3 separate regions of the Mus musculus genome follow, and regions 1 and 2 are each linked to region 3. Evidence: chromatin contacts called from public HiChIP or PLAC-seq and promoter capture Hi-C data. All regions are on one chromosome and are shown on one strand. Each heading gives the region's core, a stretch centred on a gene start, on an enhancer-like site or on the middle of the called end of the contact. The rest is flanking DNA. Distances are from core to core; before and after follow the strand shown.

Region 1 (3,951 bases), core at 115-2,614, 2.0 Mb before region 3:
TCCATTGAACAAGGGGGTGGGTCACGGGGGGGGGGGGCCGGGGCAGTGGAGAGAGGGTTCAGGTGAAGATCGATACAACATTTTAAAAGTATTTTAAACTAAATTCTATGCCTTTTTTAAAAAAACAGGGCAGGAACAGGTTTTCTTGCATAACTTTTCTTATCGATACAGTTCTTGAGAAATAAATCTGTAAACAAGAAGTTTAAACACACCCACACAACAGAGTACAGATTGCCCTAAAGGGATTGCTGGAGAGAACGGGGATGAACTATTTAAACTGATAACCTATTTGTAAAACATTCCTTACAGAGGTCATATGTTTAGCGGGGGCCCGACCCCACCTCTTTTTTGCCCTCCCACAAGTTGTCTCCGGATCCCCGGAATCCACTCCCACCCCCACCGCGCTGTGATTTGATACCTTGATTGAACTCCAATCACCTGGCAGAACATGAAAGCTCGCTTTCCTCCTGTTTTGCCTAAGACTCTGGTTTTAAGACAAACAAAATACACTGGATTTCCTCTGGTAGAACACAAGACAATTTAAAAGTAGCATTTTGCAGAGTGAGTGCCAGTATGCAAGCTATGTTTACAATTCAATGTGTCACTTTTACAAGTGAAAAGTGAACAGATCACCCTAGTTGGGGGGGGGGGCGCAAAGACTTCGCGGAAATTCGAGCTAAGTCCTCTATTGAGTAATCAATACGGCGACCCTCAACGTGGGCTTTCCCTTAGAGTTTGTAAGAACCCGCAGGCTGCAGGGAGTAAAACCCGCATGAGGACCTGGGGAACTGCACTAATTCCCTTTCTCCCATATTTTCTGCCCTGACTGCTTAGTGGGAATGGACCCCGGCAAGTCGCCCAGCCGGAAGCCTGAGGCTGCCAGGTCCAGAGCCAGAATCCAGCGCTTGGTGGGCGGCTTTCCACCGAGGATGCAAACTTGACAGTTGTCCTTTATCCACAATAAACCCACCGCCTCGGTCACTTTCAAGGTGACAGCAACTGCAGCCCGCTGTCCTGCAGGAGCCCCGCGGGTCCCACGTGAGCTCAGCCTCCCCACTCCTCCTACTTTGAAACCCACTAGGACACCCGCCCCCCTCCCCGGAAAGCCAGTCCGGTCACCGTGAGTGCGTTGCAGTCGCCGCTCCCCAGCTCCTCGTTCTCCGGAGGTCCCCACCGCGGCCGGGATGGGCGACGGAATGGGATCCACTCCGCGCTTGCCCGCAGAGCCGGGGAGCCAGCCCTGGGGGGAGCCACGGCGTTCTGCACCCTCGGCGGGTCCTGCCTTGGAGACGTCTGTACCTGGGGCTTGCAGATCGACCCCAACCCGCACCAGCACCCTGGCGGCCAGGCGGGAACCGGGAACCCGGAGCCCGGGCGTCCCAGCCTCCCCGCCCCGGGCCGCCAGGGGGAGGAGCGAAGGCGGAGGATCCTGGGCTGGGTGGCCTCGCCCCTCGCCCGCGGCGGCTCCTAGAGCCCAGACAAAGGCCAGGTTGCGGGGGGGAGAGGGGGGCAGAAGGGGCAGTGCCCCCCAAAAAAACTAACCTGAGAGACGAGCAGGGGTTCCTTGAGGCACGATGACTCCCGCGGAGCTCCACTACGGTCGCCAGCCGGGTCGGGCTCCCTGGCTAAACGTCAACATAAGCCACAAGCCCCGGGCGTACGTCCTGGATCGCGCTGCACCTGTTGCCACGTGTGTCGCAAAGCCACCGCTGCTGACTGCGCGCTTGGCTGGCTGTCCCGCGCGACCCCAAACCATTCACGTCCTGGTGGGAAAGCTAAGCTCTGCCAAGCCCAACTTTGGGGCCCCAGGACCGTCGGACAGGCTAGCTAGCCAGAGGGAGGATTGGCTCCTCCTGGGTCCCCTCGCAGCCAGAATTCCCTGTCCCGCGAAGGGCTTTGGAGTTGGGAGGTGGGGAAGTTGCAGGCTTATCAGCGTAAGGGTTTATAAGGAAGCAGCACTGATTGTTCTCGGAGAGTCCCACCTGCGCCCTATATTGTCTTCAGACTTCCGAGCAGATTACTAGCGAGCACCTATTAAAGATTAAAGAAACCAGCACTCCGACTGTTAGAAGTTCAGATGGGGGTGGGGTTGGGGTAGTGGGAGAAGCTAGGAAGAGAAGCTAGGTCTGGCCACTTGAAAGCCAAAGTCCTTGTTCTTGAATCAAACTGAGGAAATTTCAGCCTCCACTAAGCATATTTTAATATAAGGTTTTTTCCCTAAAGATTGATAGCCTGCTTGTAACAGATAAAAACATTCCTGAACATGTCAGACAACCCAGAACTCTAAGTTTAATGTATGCATGTGTGTATACATATATAAAACTACGTGGCCTGGGATTGCTGAAAAAGCATTTTCAGTACATTTCTTGGAGCGCAGAGGCGGGGGACGGGGGTGGGGGTGAGGGAGCAGAAGCAGCATTTCAGAGGTTGCCTATACCACGAATGCTGGATGATCTAATAGCTTTGCTGTTTATAGCTTTAAGTGCTTTCACGTGAACAATGATCCATTCTTCGCTCACAAGTAGACCCTGCTGTAAATAGGTTAGATTATTATCTCTATTATTTGAGTGAGGCAACCGAAGCTCAGAAAAGCCAAGTGACTTGCACATGGTCACACTGTGAGGGCAGCCAAGGCAGGCACAAACCCAGCCGAGCAGGCCCGACTCCCCCTTTTTTTCCCTCCATATTCCAGTAGATAACACCTCTTGCTTATCTTTGAAATCCCTGTCGTAATATCAACTCTGTCTGACGTTAGGAAAAAAATCATGTGACTAGTTTTAAAGTGGCACAGCATTAAAAACCATCGGACAATTCTCCCTTGAGCAAAAGGCACCCAACAAAACAAAACCAAAAAAAAAAAAAAGCCCCGGATGTTTTTTTCTGGCAAGTCATGAGATAATTATGCTAATTAGCAACATGCTTCCTCCCTAAGGAAAATCCTCCTTGTGTTAAACATATTATTTAAGCCTTTATAAGCCACGTGCCCCCGATGATTTGGCCCAATATAATCCACACACATCCAGATTCCCACCACCACTGCATTCCATTGTGCGACTTAGTTCTATGTATGAATATGGAATCAGTTTTACTTTTTATTTCTGTAAGATAAATTGAAAGAAGAAAACAAAATTTAAAAAAACAACCACTCACTGAAGTAATTGGAGATACGTCACAGTTTAGAGGCAGTCACGGTGCAGATGTGACTGTCACTTTTTTGAAGGTGTGGAAATCAGAACCTTAGCTTCTCATTGCATTCCCATAATCAGAAGTGATCTGGGGGCATCATCAGAGACTCTGTCCAGCCAAATGGTCATGAACTAAGGCCTATTGGCTTCTCTATCCCTCTTGGTTCTGGGCATATAGCCATGTTCCTGACCTCTGAACTTGAATGCTGACCTGCTCCAGAGTCCAGAATTAAGGATAAGAAGACAACTCTGCATAACTTCGTGGTGTTCTGTTCTAAAGAAAAGTTAGCATGTTTTATCCTCTGGGAGGAAAAATGAAAATTGAAGACTCTATTTAAAAATCCCTGTTTCACTTGGCAGAGTGTCAAAGATGAGAACATGCGATAGCCACCGGGCGTTGGTATAATGAGAAGAGAGGCAGTCAGAGTGCAGATGTAAACGTAACCTAGAGCGACTTCCATAGAGGGAAATTCAAAATCCTAACTGATTAAATAAAGATGCACAGGTTATTTTCACTAGAAACCCCTCAATGAGAGCTTATCTTATATTACCCTGCGGAACTTCCATGAGTATAAAGCCTTGTTTATGTCAGCCTTGTGTCTAGTAACAACATATTGAGAAACAACATACTGATTGATGAAGAACTCATTATAAGGAGTTTGTTTAAAAAAGAGTTATGGCATAATCATAAAACAAATCCTATGAGGACTTGAAAAAGAATGACACAGATCTTTTATTATTATAAAATAATCTAAGATACATCGTG
Region 2 (3,768 bases), core at 116-2,615, 2.2 Mb before region 3:
CGGCATCTGGGTTGCAGTATGGCAGAGAGCACGAGACTGGTCTCTGCAGTCTAGACTTGCTTCTCACTCAAAGCACTTCCCCCTGGTTCCAGACAGGGTCTGCAGTACGTAGTCCCTGACACCCTTCTAGAAAAGCCCTGTAAACAAATACTAATTACCCTTGTTGCTGCACAGGGAGGAGAGAGGCACATTTTGCTGCTAGGGCAGCCCATTTTCCAGCTCCGGTCTCTCCAACTCCCCCACCCCCTGCACTGTCCAAGAAGCGCACAGGTGGCCACGCCTCCCACCCATCCGTCCGTCCGGGTCTGCCTACATTCAAAGCTCCACAGGGAGGAGCGCCATTGGCCCTGGTGGCCTCCCCGCCTGTCCCGCAGGTTACTGCCTCAGACTCCTCTCTCTCCTCTCTGAAGCTGATACTGCAGCTTCTGTCTCTGGCACAAGCAACGGATGATTACTTAAAGCCACAGCCCTTCATTTATGAGAAACGAGAGCCAGACATTATCCTGATCGATTGGCACTTACTTAATATCAGCGGGGGCAGAGGAAACAGAAACGGGACCCTCTCTGCGTGGATAATGGAGTTATTTTTAGATGTGTGAGCCTTTTTACTCCGCTCTCTAATTGAGGTCATTAGATTATCGCACTCACTAATAGAAAAAGGGGGTTTGCTCTTCAGAACCCATATACTAAAGGCATGATGAACCTCATGGTGAAGGGCACCCAGGGGGCCCTGCTGTGATTTAGAACTTTAAATAATATTACAATAGAGTATAGTTCATTGATAATACATGGGTATTGGGGATTACATATATTTGAAATCACCAGTCAGGAATTCCAAATTTCAAAAATAAACGATTGCTTTTGTAATGCAAAAACTAAAGTTTGAGAACAACAAAATAATAACCCACAGATACAATGTTTTTCTCTTTTCTCCCCTTCTTACGGGTCTCATACTTGCTTTCCTTTGCCCCAGTCTCCCAAGTTCTGGGATTACAGGCACGTGCCACTACAGCCTGACTATTCGAGTACTGTCACGTCAAGCCTTAATTTTATTCAAATGCTTTGGATAAATGGCAGAGTCTGTCAGTGGCGTGAGAGAAAAGCGGGGACAGCTCTATTAGACATGAAACTGTGACCACGCTTCAGAGTCCCCTTTCCCACAGCAGCCAAGTTGCAAACAAAAGGGGGTAAAAGGACAAGGAAATCTTACCACTTGCACAAGAAAACGGAAAGGAAGATGGCAAAAGCTGACGCTACTGATGCTTATCTCTAAAGGACTCTGGAAAGCCACACCTCCCTCCCTCCAGAAACACCCGAGGGAGGGGTGGTTAGCTTATTAGTGGACTTCAGGAGGCAACAGATTTCAGTGAGTGTTGACATCTGTCCTAACTCACTTCCCTAAACCACACTCAGCCTTCTCCAGCAAGATCCAGCGTGAGGACATCAAGGTCAGTTGTCACTGTGTCTCAATGGCCGGAAGTGGGGGTGGGGGAAAGCCAGCCCACTCTTCCTTCACAATGGCTTTTTGCCCTTGGTGTCACCTTTGCTTCTAGTCCTGGTTCTTTAGAGCCCAGTACGCAAGCATAGAAGGGGTTTCTTTATACCCTAGAGGGCTGTTATTCAATATTTTCTGTGTATAAACTCCCTTCTCTTTTGAGTATGTTACAAATGACACTGGGACTGAAGGTGGAGCTCAGGTAGCACCCATACATGAGGCGGAATTTCTTCCTCCAGCAAATACAGCATACATACATACGTGTAGCAAGCATGAGTGGGTGCTAGCCTGTGTGCTTGTGTGCGCTCCCATGGACTAGAATTGCCTAGCTCCTGTTTAGCATCCCGAGATCTTCCATCCAAGTCAAAAGCTATCCTTCCCAGAATCCATGCTACCCTCTTGGGATGACGGGCTTTCTTAACCTGACTCATTTTATACACTTTCTGGAAAGCCAACATCCCCTCCCCCCAAATGCCCAGAAGGGACATTTATCTTTCTGAATTATGAGTTATTACTCATATAGCTAAGCACATTTTATATCCTATACCATAATGATATGTAAGAAAATTAAGACATAGCTCCTGCCTTCAAGGAGCCTGGTACTTAGGAGGGCAATGTCCAGGACCAATTCTTTGGTCATCAATCAAAGCAGATGACATCATCTGAGGCGAAGCAGCGCAGGACTATGGGAAACCCGGGGCTTTAATATGATCTACTCAAAAATGCAGACCACAGAGCCCAGACTCCAACAGACATACTATTAGTTTCTGCATGACTGTCTGGGTTGCCTGCCCTTTAAATGTACTTCTTATTTACTCAAGATGATAAAATACATTCTGGCAGTTAGAGACCGATTTTTTTTTCCAGCTGCTTAGATTAGTGTCTCTGTCATAGATGATAAACCATTTATAATCCAGAGAAGAGGTTTATTTGATTATCTTTGTACTATAACATGCAACCCCACCCTCGCCCCACAGACATACACACACAGTGAGACTAGAGAGAAAGGTGGAAATCCACACGAAGATGCTTTCAAACTCATGCATTAAATATATGAAGCGCTTTAAGGAAAAAAAAAAAAAACTCAACAACAACGGGATTCTCCGTAATTTAATTAGGGTCTCTGGGATGCAAGCACTTAGTGGCTGGCTGTCGTCCCGCCAGTGTGCCTGACTTCTGCAGGCTACTGAATGGCATCAGCAACACAGGAACTATTACAGGAAAGAGCTGCAGAGAGTTCATACTTTTATCATTGTGGACACTTCCTTCCCACCCACTCCCTCATCCTGCCTGCTCCCACCCCCACCCCACCCCTTTAAATCTGAGATGTAGACTATTAGCATAATTTAAAACCCTTTGGGGGGGGGAGGTACTAGCCTAGGTTAGATTCTATATGCAAAAAAAAAAAAACCTATCTGGTCTTGTTTTACCTTACCAAGAAATATGCCTAGAGACCCTTTGATGAGGACTCTAGGGTTACTAACAGCAATGCTGGTTAATAGGATCCAAATGTTTCAACAGTGGGTACAAGAGATCTCTGTAAAGGGTTAAGGGGATTTTTAATTGCTCAACTTACCCTTTCCCTTTCAGCTGTTTCCTAACAGTGAGTGCCTTGTACACACTAGGCAACTAGCGAACATTCACTGATGGATTATAAAACAGAGAAGGGGTGGAGAACATCCAACATGGGGATTCTGTGTGCTCTTGTAAGATGTTTCTGCAGTTCCACCCTCGCCCTTCGCTCGTCCACTCAGGTACTGTCTGAATTGTCAACTTCAATTCTTGGGGTGGTTTTACAAGAAGGAACTGGAAGCAGACTCTGCTATCAATGAACTTTCATCGTAAGGAGCCAAAACAGAGGCTGGAGCAATGAGTCAGTGGTTAAGAGCACTGGCTTGCTCTTCCAGAGAACCCTGGGGTCAAGTTCAATTCTCAGCAACTAAGGACAGCTTACAACTGTCTGAAAGTCCAGTACCCTCTCTTCTGGCTTCTGTGGGCACCGCATGTAAGTGGTGCAAAGACATACACGTGACAAACACCTAAAATAATAAAATATGCTATTTCTTTTAAAAGCAGAAGCAAGCACAGAGTGAGGAGTTATCATATAGAAAGGAAGTATAAGATCCTGGAGTCCAGAGGGTGGGTAAAGATAGAGCTAGAAGCCCCCGGGGTCTCCTTAAGGAGGGGGCCCATGGGCTTGATATTCGTTAAGGTCACTGTTACACAGCCATTCTGCTGTGGATTGGAAAGAAACACTCGGGCACTGAAAGCTT
Region 3 (4,108 bases), core at 430-2,929:
ACAGAGAAACCCTGTCTTGTTGAAACTCTCTCTCTCTCTCTCTCTCTCTCTCTCTCTCTCTCTCTCTCTCTCTCTCACACACACACACACACACACACACACACACACACAAGGCTGTCTCAAAACCCAAAAAGGGGGCAGGTCAAAATCTCACACATGTTTTTTGCCCCAAGGCTTAGAAGAAAAGAGATTGGGTATATTTTTAAAAAGAAAATCCTCTCCAGACTAAAGAAATAGGGAAAAAAAAAAAAGAAGAAGGTGGTTTATCTGAGAAAGCAAGCGTGAGGAATTCAGTTTAGGGAGAAGGTACAGAGAATCTCTCCAGACAGGAGAGCCACGGTGCTAGATGCCTAGTGCTGAATCTGATCTGGAAGATCAGGAGAGCCAGGTAGGAGGATTTGCTGGTTGTCATGCCAACTGCTTAAAAAAAAATAAAATTAGATTTAAAACCCTCTCTCCTTTGCTTAGCAAGGATTGGCGCATGACATAATCCCTGTCAGAGACAGGACTGTAAGATTAGGGAACTAGAGAGATTTTCCTCTTCACTGGGCCCGCCCCTTCCTCCCCCACACCCCCTCCTGAGACAAAGTCCTTAGGCAGGCGGTTATCTCCCTGCAAAGCAGTGACCCTTCCCTGAAGCAAACATTCTGGAGAACCAAGTGAGTCATTCTTCTCTAGTGAAAAAGCATTAGCAGTTAAAGATAAGAGGCTGAGGCTGAGGAAAACAAGACAGATCCTGCAAAGTAGTCTCATGGTCTGCATTCCTATTAATGATCACCACACATAGGGCACAACATCTTAAAAGTACCTTTCTCTTTTGTTTTATAGTTTTTAAATTTGCTTTTAATTACCTTAAGGAATTAAAAAAATACATTTTGCTTTAGTTGGCCCCCTTCCTCTCCCTCCATCTCCCTGGGGGACTCCTCCATTAAACCCTTCCATCTCTGCTGTTCCATTTTCCTCTTTCACACCCCATCCCAATGTATGCTCTCTCTTCTCTCTCTCTCTCTCTCTCTCTCTCTCTCTCTCTCTCTCTCTCTCTCTCTCTCTCTCTCTCTCTCTCTCTCTCCCCCCCCCCCGTGTCTGTCTGTCTGTCTGTCTGTCTGTCTGTCTGTCTGTCTGTCTGTCTTTTATAAATCAGGCTGGTCTCGAACTCAATCCACAGACATCCTCCTGCCTCTGCTGTCCCCCTCCCACCATGCTAGGACTAAAGGCATGCACTGCTACACACAGCTTTTTACTATTATTATTATTATATAAAATTCGAGGATGAATGGATAGATTAGTAGTGGTTTATCTGTTTTCAGAATCTCTGTGATCCAAGCTGGGTAGGAACTCACCTCTTATCCTGGGTCCACTTCAAATTTGCAGCAATCCTCCTGACTCAGCCTTTCCAATTCAGGGACTATCAGCAATGTGCTATCCAATCTGTCTGGGCCTGAGATCACACCCAAGGTCTGTGTTTTACCGAAGAGTTTTCAGCCAAGGTCAGTGTTTTACTGAAGAGTTTTCAGACAACTGTTTAGAAATGTAAATTAACCTACCTAGGAGGTGGGGCCAGGAAACAGATTCAAAAGTATCTGAAGCCACTTCTGCTGCTTCCGGACCAATCCGGACCAATCCGGTAATAAAGGTCGAAATGGCCGGTTTATGTGACGCTTTGTGAGACCCGGAACTGACCTTCGTACTGAAGTCTCTGGTCTCCACTGGCTGTGGCTTTCCCTGAAGGAAATCCTTAAGATTTCTGGAAAGGAAGGTGAGTTTTCCCGCTTTGCATCATCATTTCCGTAATCATACTTTTTGTTTGTTTGTTTGTTTGTTTTCCAACGACTAAGTTTTTTAAACATTTATTTTGTGTGCGCATGTGGGGGGTGGGGTGGGGGTTGCGGGGAGACCTGGCTTGGTGGTCAGGCTTAAGGAAGTCATCGGTTTGGTTCTCTCCGTCCAACCCGGAGGGCCTGAGGATTCTGCCTTCGGGCTTGGCAGAAGCGGCCTTCACACACCATCAAGGCGGGCCAACTTTTTATTTAAAAAATAAATTAGTTGATTTATGTATGGGAGCGTTGTTCTGCAAGCATACCTGGTGCCCTCGGAGGCTAGAGGAGGGTGTTGGGTCCACCACGAACTGGAGCCACAGATGGCTGAGTCGACTTGGGGGGACACTAGACTTGAACCTCCACAAGTAGCCCAGACTGGGGATGTTTCTGGGACACCATTAAAATACTTAAACTTTTTAATGAGACTGGGCCTCGCTTTGGACTGCTGTTAGCTGTTGAACTCACAGCCTTAGCTTCCCAAGTGCTGGAGTTACAAGCCGGTTGTGAACTATCCTGCCTGATCAAATTCAACAACTTAATTTTGGTATCCTTGGAAGCTTGATGGATGGTTGATTGATGGATGGTAGTGGTCCCTAGATGAGAGACTTGGGGGGTGGGCAGTAAAAGAATAAAAGAACGCCTGAGAAAGGCAAGACAAAAGGTAAATGATACATTCAGGAAAGCAAGCCCAGGGAGGCGGGAATTTCCTGGGGTTTTTTGGTTTTGGTTTTGATTTTTTTGAGTCAGGGTTTCTCTGTGCATCCCTGACTGTCTTCAACCCTCGCTGTAGATCAGGCTGACCTCAAACTCTAAGAGATATGCCTGGCTCTGCCTCTCTGCTGCCTCCTTAATGCTAGGACTAAAGGCACACACAATCTGGCCTGAATTTCTTGGTTTTGTTTTTTATTAAAAACTAATATTTGACCTGTCCTTTTGATTTGCTTTAACCTTTTGCTGACTGATAGAAGTCTTCCCCTCCAAAACAAAAACAAACAAACAAACAAAAACCCAAGAAAAAGACAAACAAATGACAACAAAAATACTGTTTTTAAGGATGGCTGGAGAGATGGCTCAGCGGTTAAGAGCACTGACTACTCTTCTGGAGGTCCTGAATTCAAATCCCAGCAACCACATGGTGGCTCACAACCATCTGTAATGAAATCGAATGCCCTCTTCTGGTGTGTCTGAAAACAGCTACAGTGTACTTACATATAGTAAATAAATAAATCTTAAAAAAAAAAAAAGATGGATATGGGGGCACACTTAATCCAAGTACTGGGGAGACAGGCTGGAAGATCTCTGAGTTCTAAGCCAGCTTGGTCTACATAGCAAGTTCAAGGACCTAGGGAAACCCTCTCTCACAAAAAAAGATATAAAGATGGTATATATATATATGATGGGGTCAGAAATCCGTCTGCCTTGGGTGCTTTTCAAAACACCAATAAAAACATAAAATCTTCCACTTTAAGATTTGTGTAGCTGAATGTGGCAGTAAGCACATTTTAATCCTAGCACTCAGGATGCAGAGTTGCATAGTGAGATCCTATCTAAAAACAAAATAAGATATCTAAGTATAATATTTTTTAAAAGAAATCTATGTATATTTTTTAGTTGTTCGAAACAGGGTTGCCCTCAAACTCATAGATATCTGCCTACCTCTGCTTCCAGGGCGCTGGGATACCAAGTATGTACCATGTCACTTTGCAATATTTATTTTGCTCTTTGCAGGTATGTGGCTTAGGGAGGGGGTAGCCATGATGCAGGTATGTGGCTTAGGGGAAGGGTAGCCATGATGCAGGAATGTGGCTTAGGGGGAGAGGGTAGCCATGATGCAGGAATGTGGCTTGGGGGAGGGTAGCCATGATGCAGATATATGTACCTAAGTGTAGGCACCCAAAGAAGTAAAAAATTTTGGATGCCCCAAAGCTGGAGTTAGTACTGGCTTTTGTGAACTCCACATCTCTATAAGAGCAGTACACATTCTTAACCTCTAAGTCATCTCTCTTGACCAACGATATATTCTTTAAAATATATATGTAACCAAAATATTATACTTAAATATTGTAAGAAATATATTGTGTCTTAAACATTAATTCAAAAAGTAAAAGGATGGTCCCACCTATAATCCCATCTCCAGAGGGACTGAAGGAGGAGAGGAAGGAAGAGAGGTTGGTACACTGTAGTATTCACATTTTGCCTTCTGTTGACTTGTAGAGAAATGTGCTCTTCTGCTGTTGCTTACAGTTAGTCTGTAAAGCTATTGCTGAGCTATCAGAAGGCTTAATCTTGTC

The links. Promoter capture Hi-C pulls out the DNA fragments that hold promoters and counts their contacts. HiChIP or PLAC-seq counts read pairs in DNA pulled down with a chosen protein or histone mark.
Region 1: a promoter capture Hi-C map of embryonic stem cells shows a contact between it and region 3, with 2.7 times the contacts expected there. The contact joins the promoter of Mtus1 here to the promoter of Triml2 in region 3. A contact is called at or near these places in 2 of 39 promoter capture datasets (embryonic stem cells and stem cell-derived epiblast-like cells).
Region 2: an H3K27ac HiChIP or PLAC-seq map of embryonic stem cells shows a contact between it and region 3, with 7 times the contacts expected there. The contact joins the promoter of B430010I23Rik here to the promoter of Triml2 in region 3. A contact is called at or near these places in 1 of 39 promoter capture datasets (embryonic stem cells) and 2 of 115 datasets of contacts at active chromatin or transcription factors (both in embryonic stem cells).

The regions. Positions count from the first base shown.
Region 1 is chr8:41,132,362-41,136,312 of GRCm38.p6, forward strand. It overlaps Mtus1 (mitochondrial tumor suppressor 1), which reads right to left and starts at 1,365. Exons shown (of 14, transcript NM_001005863.2): 1 at 1,120-1,365.
Region 2 is chr8:41,016,373-41,020,140 of GRCm38.p6, forward strand. B430010I23Rik (RIKEN cDNA B430010I23 gene) reads left to right here and starts at 1,366. Exons shown (of 3, transcript NR_015457.2): 1 at 1,366-1,448; 2 at 3,086-3,249. The region is part of intron 6 of Mtus1 (mitochondrial tumor suppressor 1); the gene reads right to left.
Region 3 is chr8:43,178,857-43,182,964 of GRCm38.p6, forward strand. It overlaps Triml2 (tripartite motif family-like 2), which reads left to right and starts at 1,680. Exons shown (of 8, transcript NM_001381929.1): 1 at 1,680-1,756. It also overlaps a transcript of Triml1 not described here.